2 separate regions of the Hordeum vulgare genome follow, and region 2 is linked to region 1. Evidence: chromatin contacts called from public Hi-C data. All regions are on one chromosome and are shown on one strand. Each heading gives the region's core, a stretch centred on a gene start, on an enhancer-like site or on the middle of the called end of the contact. The rest is flanking DNA. Distances are from core to core; before and after follow the strand shown. Region 1 holds the start of LOC123411301 (tRNA N(3)-methylcytidine methyltransferase METTL6). Region 2 holds the start of LOC123409960 (nudix hydrolase 21, chloroplastic-like).

Region 1 (2,700 bases), core at 92-2,591:
GCAAAGGCCAGCGGCCGGCATGAGCGGCGGGAGGAGCACCCTGGGAGGATGATAATATCCATGGCCGCCGACGAAGACAAGACTAGCTATGGCTTGGAAAGAGGAGAACGTGGAAAAAGCTATCTATTCGGCGTTTTATTCGCTTGCTCAGTTTTAAAAAAAGAGGTCAGGGGTTCTTTTTTTTAGACAGAGATAATACTGTGGTTTTGAAGATACCATAGTATTAATACTAATATTTTTAATGATTGCCAAACAGGTTAGACTAAATTAAACTGTAGTATTCCTAGAAAACTTAGAAAATACTTTGCTATCAAAGGTATAATGTATAGTACTTTACTTTTCCAAAGCTTATGGGTGAAGAAAAAGCAGAAAATGAAAAAAAACGCACAAGAAAAAAATGATCATCTAACACACAGGGTGCAAGATCATAACCGTAGTTATAAACATATCATGTTATTTTGTCAAAGCTAGACGAAGATATGTTATTTTGTCAACTCCCCTAAGTTCAGTCTGCTGTAGATAGCAACACTGTATCTCTATGGATATCGCTAGTCTTGATCCTACTAACAAGATGCTGCTGACAGGATGCACATCATAATTGCCCCTTAGTAAAAGTTTCCATTCCATAAGAATGAACAAACGAACAATCTTCTGGTATTTGTGAATTCGGTGATAATATGGTACAAAATGTCAAAACACTGCTAATCAGGAATCGTTTCATTCCAGTCGCTAATTTGACGCTTTAGTTATAGTATCTCTTCACTCATGAAAAAATTGGGAAAGGAAGTAATCTAGTCTGTCTTCACTGCTGTCTTGTCTAGCTGCACGGCTCAGCTCCCAGAAACGCAGTCGTTTCCCCGGTAAAGAAATGCAACCTTGCACTAGTCCATGAATCCATGTGATCTAGTGGGTCGCATTGCTGCCGAATTGATGATAAGTAAAATACAAATAGAAGCAAGTGTTATGCGCAAGGGGCCTAGGAGAGAAGGGGGAATCAGCAACCTTGAAGAACCTGCCGGAGGCGTGGCGGCGGTGGAAGCTTCTCCAGGCCTCCGATGATGGTGGCTGCGGCGAGGCGGTGGTCGTGGGGAAAGGGGACAGGTGGTAGGAGAAGGAAGGGTTGGCTTCCACATCCGCCCGGAGGTCCTCCCACTCGAAGTCGTGGCAATGGTACTCGGCCTCCGCCTCTTTCTTGGTGCACCCCACTTCACCACCGCCGTCCATAGCAGCCACCGTCTTTCTTCGCTGCGACCTTCGGCGAACTCGCCTCGATCGGTGGCGGCGGCGCTCGGTCGGCGATGAGGAAAGAACTGCTGGCTGCGTAGTAACGAGGAAACGGCGGCCGTCGGCCAGCGAGGCCAAGATTGGAGACCTGGATCAGATCTGGCCAGACGGGCCGTGCCAGCTGGTCCGGCACGGCCCAGGCTGAATGGGCCGTGCCTGCGCCTGGAAGCTGGGCACGCGGGCCGGCATGGTATACCCAATTTATTTATTTTATATTTTTTGAAGCACAGCCTATATATGTGTGACCTAAAAACAGTCCAATAAGCTTAAAACACAACACAGCAATCTAAAAACCATGCAACACAGCGTGCTAAACATGTCACAGGCCAACCGTTTACTAAATGTGTCGTCACAGGCCAACCCGTTTACTAAATGTGTGGTCTCATGCCAAGCACGATTACGCTTAGTAGATCTGTAGGTCCAGATCAAGGACATATCCGGTGAAACGTTCAGGGACATATGAAATGAAATGCCATGCATCTCAATTCTAGGGGGGAAATGTCATTTTGTTTAGAGGATATGCATTTTTTTTAATTAGGTTTGAGCTTCTTTGAAATATGAAGGGTAAGAAACAATCTACATAGAAATATGAATTCATTCTTACAAATCAAAAGGGATTTAAGGAAGAAAAAAAACTGTATAAGAATCATATAGTATACAATTCCAACAAAATTCTTGTAAACCAAAGGAGTATCATTTTCCCCTTTGATAGCCCTTAGATCAAGGAACTCCACACACCCATAGACCGGGAGCAACTAACAAAGGAGCGCTTGTTTGGAAGCCTCCCAATGATCACTCTGAGCAGCCGCCACTTGACGTGTTCTCAGTCACCGTCACGTGTTGCGTCTTGGGCATTTTCTTTGGATTTTTTCTGCACGCGTTTCAACTTTTTAGATGGCTTTTCTTGGCTTTTCGGTTTTTCATTGGTCTGTTTAGCTTTTGAACAAACAAATAATTCAAAAAAATACGCGAAAAATGCATTTTTTTTCCTCGAGAGGCACAATTTTGGTTCCGTGAAAGGCACATGTTTGCTTTTGAGAGGCACGACAGTGCCTCTCAGAAATGGAAAAGATGTGTTTTCTTCTTTTTCCTTCCTCAAAAGGCACGGCTTTGCTTCAACGAGAGGAACGGATTTGCTTCTACGAGAGGTACGACCATGTCTCTTGAAAACAAAAAAAACACCTATTATTATTTTTCTTCCACGAGAGGCATGTATTTTCTTCCGCGAGAGGTAGGATTGTATCTCTCGGAAACAAAAAAACACGTTTTTATTATTTTTCTTCCATCAGAGGCACGGATTTGCTTCCGCGAGTCGTGCCTCTCGGAAACGAAAAAAACAAGGTTTATTATTCTTTATTTCTTCTGCGAGAGGCACGTGTGTGCCTCTCAAAAACGAAAAAACGTGTTTTTTCTTCC
Region 2 (2,700 bases), core at 22-2,521, 240 kb before region 1:
TGTTTCATAATACGTAACTGTAGCATTTGATATCTAGTGAAAAAACACATTTACAGTATTCTATGATTAATTACTATCAAAGTTGCTCGCCGAATATTGCGTAAAATCGAGAAAAACATCTACTATTTTTTAATAGAGGGGGTACCGTCCTAGTCTATCTTGTGAACCCCTTAGGCCCTGTTTCTTTAAAAAGTTCTAAGACTTTTTTTAGTCCCAACTAAAAAGTCTTTAGTCCCTACCCGTTTCTTTCTAGGGACTAAACAGTGATTAGAGGGTACTAAATGACATGCAAAAAGACTATGTTACCCCTGGTAATGTACTAAAAGTTATTAAATGACATGCTAAAAATAGGGACACTGTTGGAAAAAGTGTCAAAAAAGTCCCAAAAAGTCCCTTCCATAGAAACTTCTTCCTTTAGTCCCAAACACCTTTTTTAGTCCCTAAAAGTCCCTCCTGTTTCTTTCACATAGGACTAAAAAGGATTTTTTTTAGTCCCTAGAGCAAAAAGTCTCTGTAAAGAAACACCACCTTAGATCTTTTAGCATATTCATCATTAGTTAAAAAAGTTCAAATAGCTATATACAAGGACTAAAAACGTTCGTTAGTAAGTTGGCGTCTCTTTCTTTCTACAAACCTGTCCATGGCAAGAGATTTCCAGAAACCTTTTCATGTCAAGAATCAAGCGAAAATGAAAAGACCTGAAAAGTATATACGGATACACGGTTTCAACTCTCAGTGCCTCTTTTCTACAGCAGTTCAGCTCATCATTGCACAACTCAACTTACGAACAAGCATTTATGTTGTTTTTCTCCTTTTCATCGTGTAAACGCACGTCATTCCCATGCCTTCTAGAAAGGAAAAAAAAAGACCACGCGATAAATAGTTAGAACGTAGAGCTAGCGACTTTAGCTGAACGGCAAAAGTCAAATACTCCTATACTCTAGATCCTCAAACCGGTGGGATCCCAAACAAGCAGCTTTTAGCTGGAAGCTCGTACACATCCACCGGAAGTACCTCTCGAACCCATCAGGGGAACAGAAGCCAGATACTGGATGGATGGATGGATATTGACACGCTATAGAGAGCCCATGCACCGCGTCCAGGCGCCACCTTAGCTGCCCAGCTTTTGTTTTGTCATGGAGCTGCCCCGCCTTTGTCACGTTCCCTCACTCTGCAACGACGCTGCCAACCACAACAACCGGCTAGAGCGAGGCCGGCCGCGCGTGCAGATCCTATTAATAGCCAGGCATCCCCGCCCCCATCTGGCTCAAATCCATCCAGCTCCAGCTCCAGCTCCTCCTCCCACCGGCAGATCCAAAGATAGCGCCACCGGGCCTCCATATTTCAGACAGAACCCCCCTCTCTCTCTCCTCCTCCTCCTCCCTCCCCGTGGAGCTCCAAGAAACCAACCCAAGAACCGTCCGGCGGATTGATCGAGGGCGACGGCAGCGGCAGCAGCGGCAAGCGGGCCATTGGTCGGTCGTTGGATGGCGGCGATGATGGTGGCGGCGAGGCAGGGGCGCGAGCTGCAGCGGTATAGCGCCAGCACCGGGGGCCGCATCGTGGTGGGCTGCATCCCGTACCGGGCGCGCGGGGACGGCGGCGAGGTGGAGGTGCTGGTCATCTGCTCGCGCAAGAAGGGCGCCAGCGCGGGCGTGCTCTTCCCCAAGGGCGGGTGGGAGCTGGACGAGTCCATGGACGAGGCGGCGCGCCGCGAGGCCCTGGAGGAGGCCGGCGTGCGCGGCGAGACGGGGCCCAGCCTCGGCCGCTGGTGCTACCAGAGCCGCCGCTACGACGCCACCTACGAGGGGTACATGTTCCCGCTGCGCGTCACCGACGAGCTCGAGCGGTGGCCCGAGATGTCCGGCCGCGGCAGGACCTGGGTCACCGTGCAGGACGCCATGGACCGCTGCCCGCACCTCTGGATGCGCGAGGCGCTCCAGCGGTTCGCCGACCGCGCCGCCGCCGCCGCCTTGTAGGCGCTTTCTCCTCGACCGTCCTTCTCGCCGTGCCCGCCCTACGGTTTGTGCCGGCTGGGCTCGGCCGCGCGGCGCGGCGGCACTAGCGGTCAGGTCACACGAATCAGAGCGTTGTACTGTGACTCCGGTCGTGCCACGGCCTGTACATTGTTTGCTTGGGATTCGACCGGGCATGTAAATCTCACCCACTCCACCTAATGTTTCGAGATCATAATATAGGGAATGCTAGCCAAGAACCATAACTCGGTTTATTGGAGTCAGATGACCGATTTTTTTTCTCTCCATGAAATTGACTTGAGTATGGTACATTTAAATCTTTTCATATTCAAAATATTCCCAACTCTTTTACCGTGCCCCGCTCATAATCAAACACGGGCAACCCTCTACCTTACAACACCTACAATCGGATCCCACTTTCATGTAAATATCTAGGCAGACAGCTACGCTAAAAAAAGGACGCCCTCCCCGCAAAAAACAAAGACACTCAGCTAGACCTCAAAGACAACCCAAACACCTTGGTTGTTCGGCACCCGCCCAACCAAGCTCATATGTAGGATGGATATAGGGATGCACAAAAGCCCATGTCGGATCCGATAGGTTGGTGTGGCTCGAAATATCTTCAATTCGATAAAGTCCACTAAATCGACCGCCCTTCCCACGTCAGTCCTCCCTATCACGGCTTTAAGTCGTCGTGCTCCTCCAGAGTGACTTCGTGTTCGTG

Evidence for each region. A called contact is a pair of places that touch in the nucleus more often than the background predicts.
Region 2: a contact with region 1 is called in a Hi-C map of leaf, with 2.2 times the contacts expected there. The contact joins the promoter of LOC123409960 here to the promoter of LOC123411301 in region 1. A contact is called at or near these places in 3 of 6 Hi-C or Micro-C datasets (leaf and seedling) and 1 of 1 datasets of contacts at active chromatin or transcription factors (embryo).

What each region holds. Positions count from the first base shown.
Region 1 is chr7H:109,845,895-109,848,594 of MorexV3_pseudomolecules_assembly, reverse strand. LOC123411301 (tRNA N(3)-methylcytidine methyltransferase METTL6) reads right to left here and starts at 1,341. Exons shown (of 8, transcript XM_045104232.1): 1 at 1,003-1,341. The coding sequence starts at 1,224.
Region 2 is chr7H:110,089,557-110,092,256 of MorexV3_pseudomolecules_assembly, reverse strand. LOC123409960 (nudix hydrolase 21, chloroplastic-like) reads left to right here and starts at 1,271. Exons shown (of 1, transcript XM_045102831.1): 1 at 1,271-2,239. The coding sequence starts at 1,488. The coding sequence ends at 1,979.